2 separate regions of the Mus musculus genome follow, and region 2 is linked to region 1. The links are chromatin contacts, called in public targeted proximity ligation maps. All regions are on one chromosome and are shown on one strand. The core of a region is the stretch at or near the end of the contact, and the rest is flanking DNA. Distances in the headings are between cores, read along the strand shown. Region 1 overlaps Iqank1 (IQ motif and ankyrin repeat containing 1). Region 2 holds the start of Ccdc166 (coiled-coil domain containing 166).

Evidence for each region.
Region 2: a targeted proximity ligation map of memory CD8 T cells shows a contact between it and region 1, with 274 read pairs. A contact is called at or near these places in 9 of 39 promoter capture datasets (the 3T3-L1 cell line, 3T3-L1-derived adipocytes, the HPC-7 cell line and 3 more), 1 of 484 Hi-C or Micro-C datasets (embryonic stem cells), 8 of 130 datasets of targeted methods (double positive thymocytes, embryonic stem cells, forebrain and 3 more) and 3 of 9 other capture datasets (adipose tissue, liver and pancreatic islet).

Annotation. Positions count from the first base shown.
Region 1 is chr15:76,035,692-76,039,038 of GRCm38.p6, reverse strand. The region is part of intron 7 of Iqank1 (IQ motif and ankyrin repeat containing 1); the gene reads right to left. Among named protein-coding and RNA genes, the nearest start is that of Iqank1, 27 kb to the right of the region's middle.
Region 2 is chr15:75,980,583-75,983,929 of GRCm38.p6, reverse strand. It overlaps Ccdc166 (coiled-coil domain containing 166), which reads left to right and starts at 1,645. Exons shown (of 2, transcript NM_146059.2): 1 at 1,645-2,129; 2 at 2,243-3,347. The coding sequence starts at 1,701. The coding sequence ends at 3,163.

The DNA.
Region 1 (3,347 bases), core at 354-2,853:
GGGGAGGTTATGGTACCTTTGATGAAGTTGAGCCTTGCTGGAGGAAGTACATTACTGGGTGTGGGCTTCAAGGGGCTGTGGTCTCATCCCACTTCTTACCCTTTCTCCTTCCTGTGTGTGGATAACAATGTGATCAGCCAGCATCCTGTTCCTGCTGCTACAACGTGCCTAGCCCGTGATGGACTCTATTCTCCTAGGGCCAAGGCCAAATGAACTCTTTCTTCTCTAAGTTACTTTTGGCTGTGGTATTTTATCACAGCAGCAGAAAACCAATGAGTACAGCGAAGATACCCACCAAGGGTCTTCAAAAGTCACAAGAATAACATTGCAGGGAATGAATATTGAGTGGGGAGGACCTCAAGGTACTGCTGGTAGGAGGGAGTGGGCTGCAGCAGCCGTGGGGCTATGGGAGGGTGCACGGCAGACACGTCTGTTGTGCACACAGCATGTGAGTGTGCACAACAGACACTCAAGGATGCACGCAGCACACCACGGCCACACCTGGCACTCCAAAAGAGGTATCAGATAAGTCAAGCCTCATACCGGTAAACTCATTTCTCCATCCCAGTGAAAGGGGGCAAAATACAACTCTGTGCAAATGACACAGTTTACAATGAGATGCCAGATCAATGATGCATGACCTTACGTGATTTGAAACAGTGGGACTAAGCTACTGTGCCGGGACATTTGGGCCTAAAAATGGATAGATGGGCAACTAAATGGATCAATGAATGAATGAATGAATGAACGAACAAATGAATGAAAAAAAGAATAGTTGTTTAAATACAGAGTAAATGACAGGACAGGAGAAGCAAAGAAAGTATTTCCTATAAAATCTACCATGTAGTCCCCTGGGCAGGAGGTGGGGCTCTGGCACTATGGCATCCCTTATATGGTTTCCCCTGGGTATGTCTTGTGGTGAGCCACAGAGCCACACACACAACTTCGTTGCGTTCAATGCTCAGCCAATGATCTGTATTTTACCAAGTAACATCCAAGATGAGTAAAAAATTACAGGGTAGACAGAGTAGTGGATGCAAGGCAAGAGAAGGGATGAGTACTCGGGTAAATGCTCACCCAGACGGACAGTCATCTGTGTGAGCCAGAAGTTCAGATATTAAATAAACCGTGGCTTTTTATTTAAAAGAATATTTATTGAGAACCATGTGCCAAGATTTTGCCAAGGAACTTGATGGTTATCTCTAGTCCTGCAGAGCTGGGCTGTTATCTTCTGGTGCTTGGAAACAGCTTACAAACTTGAGGGTTGGTCTGTGGGTGGAAGAGCCGTAATCAACGGAAACCAAAGAGTACAAGAGGGTGACGTGACAAGCAGGAGCTGATGGCTGTCACATGAGCTGATCGGTAGTTTAGTGTTGATGAAGTAGCAGGAGGAAGATGCAGCTCATCGAAAGGAAGACATAGTGCACAGCAAGTGGAATATTAGCTCAGTTAACCGACGCCTGAGTCTGGCAAATGTAAGAACGAGCCGATGGGTTCTGTCCCACACCAAGTCATTGTCCCGCTGTCCTTTGCCACTCACCACACCCACCTCTCCTTTCCCTCCTGTAAAAACCAGCAAGCTCTCTTCCATTTTATCATTTTGCCGTTTGGAGGCGGAAGGATGTACTGAGTACTGTGGTGGGAGGTTCTCTCACAGTTCCCTGGAGAACTCTGTGGGTTGCTGACATACCACGACCTCTGTGGCTGGAAGGTGTCCATGCTGTGTGTGTACCAACCTTCACCAGGAAAGGTTATCTGTATCTGGGTTGTGCCCAGTTCGAGGCTGTTACCACGCAGGCTCCAGTGGACATTATTATGTGGACACAAGCTTCACTCTACCGGGCTAAGTGCCCGAGAATGTGATTGCCGAGGTACAAGCTGTGCTTAGATCTTCAAAGTTTGCAGAGGGAGGAGCCCTTGGTCCTGTCTGCAGCAAGGTGTGAGAGGCCAGTTTGTCTACAGCCTCACCAGCACCGGGTTCACCCCTCCCTTCACTCAAACTCTCAGGGTGTGTGCTGAATCAGGACACCCTGGTTCTGGGCTGGTCTGCAGCCATCACGTCCTCTGCAGGAGCATCCCTCTCCCTGTCCATCATGGAGAGACAACACATCATCCCTGTCCATCATGGCTGGGCATCAGGTTTATTTGCTGCTGAGACGACATTTGCCGGGAAAGTGTCTTTGGTCAGGTATATGATTTGTGACCAGCCTCTCCCCATAGCTGACCATTGCTCCTTGTCTGGGTTTTGTGAAGGGAAGCCTGCCTGCCTGCCTTTGTTTTTTTTCCTTTTTCCTTCTCTCCTTCCTTCCTTCTCTCCTTCCTTCCTTCCTTCTCTCCTTCCTTCCTTCCTTCTCTCCTTCCTTCCTTTGTTCCTTCTTCTCTCCTTTCTTTCTCCCTCCCTCCCTCCCTCCCTCCCCCTTTCCTGGGGAGAATGTGAATGCAGTACCCACTACCACTGTGCACCTGTTTCCCATATTTAGGGAAATCACAGAGGTCAGCACATTTGTAATGCCGAGGAGAAGCCTCGCCCTGGGAAAACCACGCTCACCACCACAGGCGCCTCCCCTGCCAGGCAGGTGTGTGCAGGGAAACTTCTCATCTTGGTGAGGTTCAACTTTTCTTTCTTTTGTCTTCTTGGTGTGGTGTCTAAGAATGCTTCAACATGCCCTAGGGCCCAGAGATATTTCCCTATTTCTAAAAGGGTAATACGTCACCGTTTGTGCTGAAATCTCAGGTCTGTTAAGTTTGTGTCAGGTATGAGAATCAGGTCAGAACTTGTTTGTTGACCTGCGGGTTGCCCGTGGCTCGGGTACTTTGTGTTGAGTGTCCTTCCTGACAGCTGAGATTTAGGGCACCTCCCTATTACTGCAGCTCCCCTGTTACCGGCCCTGTGGCCGCTCAACTATCCTCTGGCCTCTATGTCCTCCAAGAGACTCTGGCTCTTGGAGCACTCTCTGAACTCCCTGATTCTGGCTGATACCACGTTACCTGCTAGCCCAAGAGGAAGAGGAAATAGGCTAGGCCCAGAGAAGTGTCCATAGGAAGTTGAAACTGGGAGTGGCACCTGAGACTGGGGTTCCCAGGCTGGGCAAAGACTCTGGTTGTCCCTTCCTCAGGGGTGGGTGCAGAAGCAAATGTTTGCCAGCAAGCCTGACACCTATCCCACCGTTTCTCGTGGCACCCCCAGCTTTAAGGGACCTGAGTAACCAGAATTAAATTCCGGTGACTTAAAAGTAATAAAGGTAATGCCCAAGTGTGGTATCAAATACCTGTGACCCCAGAACTGGAGAGTCTGAGGCCAGAAGGATCAGGGTTAGTTCCCAGCCAAACGGGACTATGGAGTGTGT
Region 2 (3,347 bases), core at 396-2,895, 55 kb after region 1:
AGAGTACTTCTAGGTGATCTTGGCTGCTGCCCTTTTGCTTGGCAGGGTGATGGTGACGTCCCTGTACAGAGTCAACACAAGCCCGTGGTTTATTTGCTGCCACTCTGCTGAGCCCGCACCCCCCACTGAATGGTTGTCACCTCCGGTATCCACTAGCAAACCGGCACACTGCTGATGTTTTCTGATCAAGATTGAATCCTGTAAAGACACTGTCCGTATAGAGCTCATAGCAAAAAGGGAGACATTAAATCCCCGATGGACCCCTTGTATCCTCTAGATGTCTGGCTTACGGGCAAAGAAAGCTAAGAAGGTAGAATGGATGGGCCTCGTGGAAAAGTGCACTGGCCAAAAAATAAAAATAAAAAGTGGGCAAAAGAGTCCATTTTTAACCTGAGGGGCACTTAGCACTCATTAATGGCCCACAGACAAGCAGGAAGCACTAGGTCCCTGGCTTCTCTAGCTTGCATCTGGCACCTTCCTACGTGGGCCCTTTTAAATTTATCACAGATCTACTAAGGGACTGAGCCCATGTAAATGGAAAGGGGGGGAGATTTTGAACCCCAGAAGGATGGGAAAGTTTCTATGCCAATCAGAGAAGTAGGGAAAATTTTACCTCCCTGAAGAACCTAGCCAATGAGGAATTCGGAGGGGGGGGGGGATATATAGGTGTGTGTGTGTGTATATATATATATATATATCACTGTTTTGAGCCAAACTTGCAGACTAGCTACTTTTGCCCTTTCAATAGGTTGCGCAGACTTAGCAAGGCTGTAAAATAAAGTTTCCCTTTGGTTTGGCTACCGAGTCTCCAGCGCTTGGATTATGAAATGAAGACCGTTGTTCATCGTGCATTTTATCTGAAAGGTAGTAGCATTCCATCAAGGCTTTAGATGCCAAGCGTCCCCTTAGAAATGCTGTGTGGAGCTGAGCGTGGTGGTGAATGCCTTTAATCCCAGCACTCCGGAGGCAAAGGCAGGCTGATGTCTGCGAGTTTGAAGCCAGTCTGGTCTACAAAGCGAGTCCAGGACAACCTGAGCTTTGTTACACAGGGAAACTCTGTCTCCACAAATAAACAAATGTTGTGGGGAGGCTTCATCCTGAGAGCATGAAGACTTCACAAGGAAAGGGGGAGAGCTCGCTCAAAGCTGGATAGAGGAGGGAGCGTCGGTGAGAGTCCCCTTATGCTGTGGGGCCTGAAGCGCAGCTAGTGGAGTGAAAGCAAGAGCACTAAGACCCGGGTGAGTGGAGGCTGGGCACTTGGAAGTTAGTTCAGTGTCTTGAAGCTGAAGTTCTGCCTGACCTGCGACACTGTAACTGAAGAATCATGCAAGGATATAAGAAACCTTAGGGAATGAATGATTGAGTCAAGCCGTTGCCAGAGCAACAGAATGGGATGAGGTCGAGGCACTGCAACCAAGTTCTGTCTCCATAGAGGTTGTTCAAGCTGGACATCAACATTCCTAGAGCTACGCACCAGGATGCGAAAGCTGTGGTCTGGAGGGAACGCTTATATACAGATTGGCCACGGTGCTCTCTGATCCTTAATCCTGCCTGCTCTGAACCTCATAATCAGAAGACACACCCTTGAACCTAGGGTGCAGTTCTCCAGAATTTTCGGGTTAAGAAGGGAGAGTAACTGAGCTGGGGGAGCGGGTGGAGCACAGCGCTCTCATGAGTCCAGTTGGCTTGGGCCTCAAGCCATGGCGCCCAAGAAGAAGCGCGGACAAAACGCGGGGCGCAAGCAGGAAACTACAGAGCAACCGCTCTCGGAGCGCGCGCAGTACCTACAGCGCGAGTACGCGTTGCTCTCAGAAAGCCTGGTGGCCTGTGAGCAGCGGATCGACGAGGTGCTGCAGGACAACGAGTTCCTGAACAGAGAGGCGCAGCGCCTGCGCGAAGAGAACCGGCTTTATGTCGGTTACGTGAGCGCGCACGCTCTGCGCTGCGCCAACGCCGTCGTGCGCGTCGAAGACCAGAACCGCATGGATCTGGCGCAGATCCGGTGGCAGCGAGCGGAGCTAGCGTCCTTCTACCACGGCCGTGAGGACGGGGTGCGCGCTCAGCTGCAGGAAATGAAGAAGCGCGCGGAAAACATGACGCAGCGGGTGCAGGAGCTCCAGCCCTACAAGGCCAGTGCGCGCGCCCCCCGAGGACCGGGCGGGCTCCAGAGGGATGGGCGCGCTCCCTACCGGTGCGCTGATCGGCGCCCCCTGCTCCCCAACCCTCACCCCACCCCATGTAGGAGCTGCAGCTGGAGCAGCTGGCGCGAATCCGGACCCTGGAGCGCGAGCTGCTGCACATGCGCGTGGAGCACACGCAGCTCCTCCACGGGGTGAAGCGACGCTTCCTAGATGAGAAGACGGCTTTCGAGCGGGAGGCGCGGCTGCAAGTGCAGTCCCTGACGCGCCGCTCCGAGCGGGAGGCCGCACGTTCCCTCATTTCCCACGCACAGGCCCTCAAGGCGGACAACGGGTATCTCCGACAAGAACTCATGAGACTTCTCCAGAGGACCCAGTTACTGCAGGACATGCGACAGCAGCTGCTAGAGCAGCGGGAGCAGCTGCGCCGGGAGCATGTGGACTTGAAGAACCTGGAGCAAATGCACGGCTGGTTGCAAAGGGGCCCCGGGGGGCCACCGCTCTGGCAGCCACCCCAAAGCCTCCAACCCAGCTTGCGCATCGGGTCAACCAGTCACGTTTTAAAAGCCCAGGCTACGCCCCAGTCAGTTCCAACCTCCCGGGGCCAATCCATGGATCTGTCACACCGACCCTCCAAGACTCCATCTATATTGTCCAGTGAGTCTCTTCCGGGCCTATCTCAGAAGGCTGGGTCAGTGATTGCTCTCCGGAGTCCATCACATCCAGGATCTCGAGTCTCATCTCTGACTCCATCACGCAAGGACTCGCGTGTCTCATCCGCGACCCCGTCACGCAAGGGCTCCAGGGTTCCATCCATGACCTCTGGTACCTTGCGGTCGCGCGAGGGCTCTCGGATCTCTCCACAGCCCTCCTTGCGTGAGGTCTCTCCAGAAATTGACACACCTGCAAAGTCCAGTTCCAAGCTTCCCACAGCCCTGTTGGAAGATCAGGCCCCTCTCAGCCCACAGTTGGAGGAGGCAGAAAACGCTGAAGACGACACAGAAACTGTCTTGGAGCAAGCCTGAACCCACACGAGGAGGCAGGCCAGTAGGGCATAGGGTGGAGGACAAACCTTGGAAGATTTCTTGGTGCATAGATATGTTAATAAAAGTGTTAAATAAGCTCTGTGACGCTCTGACACTTGCCTGGGTCGATGCCCTTGTATTTCAAGTGAGCAGAGGCCTGCTATTCGAGCTACAGCAGAGCTGG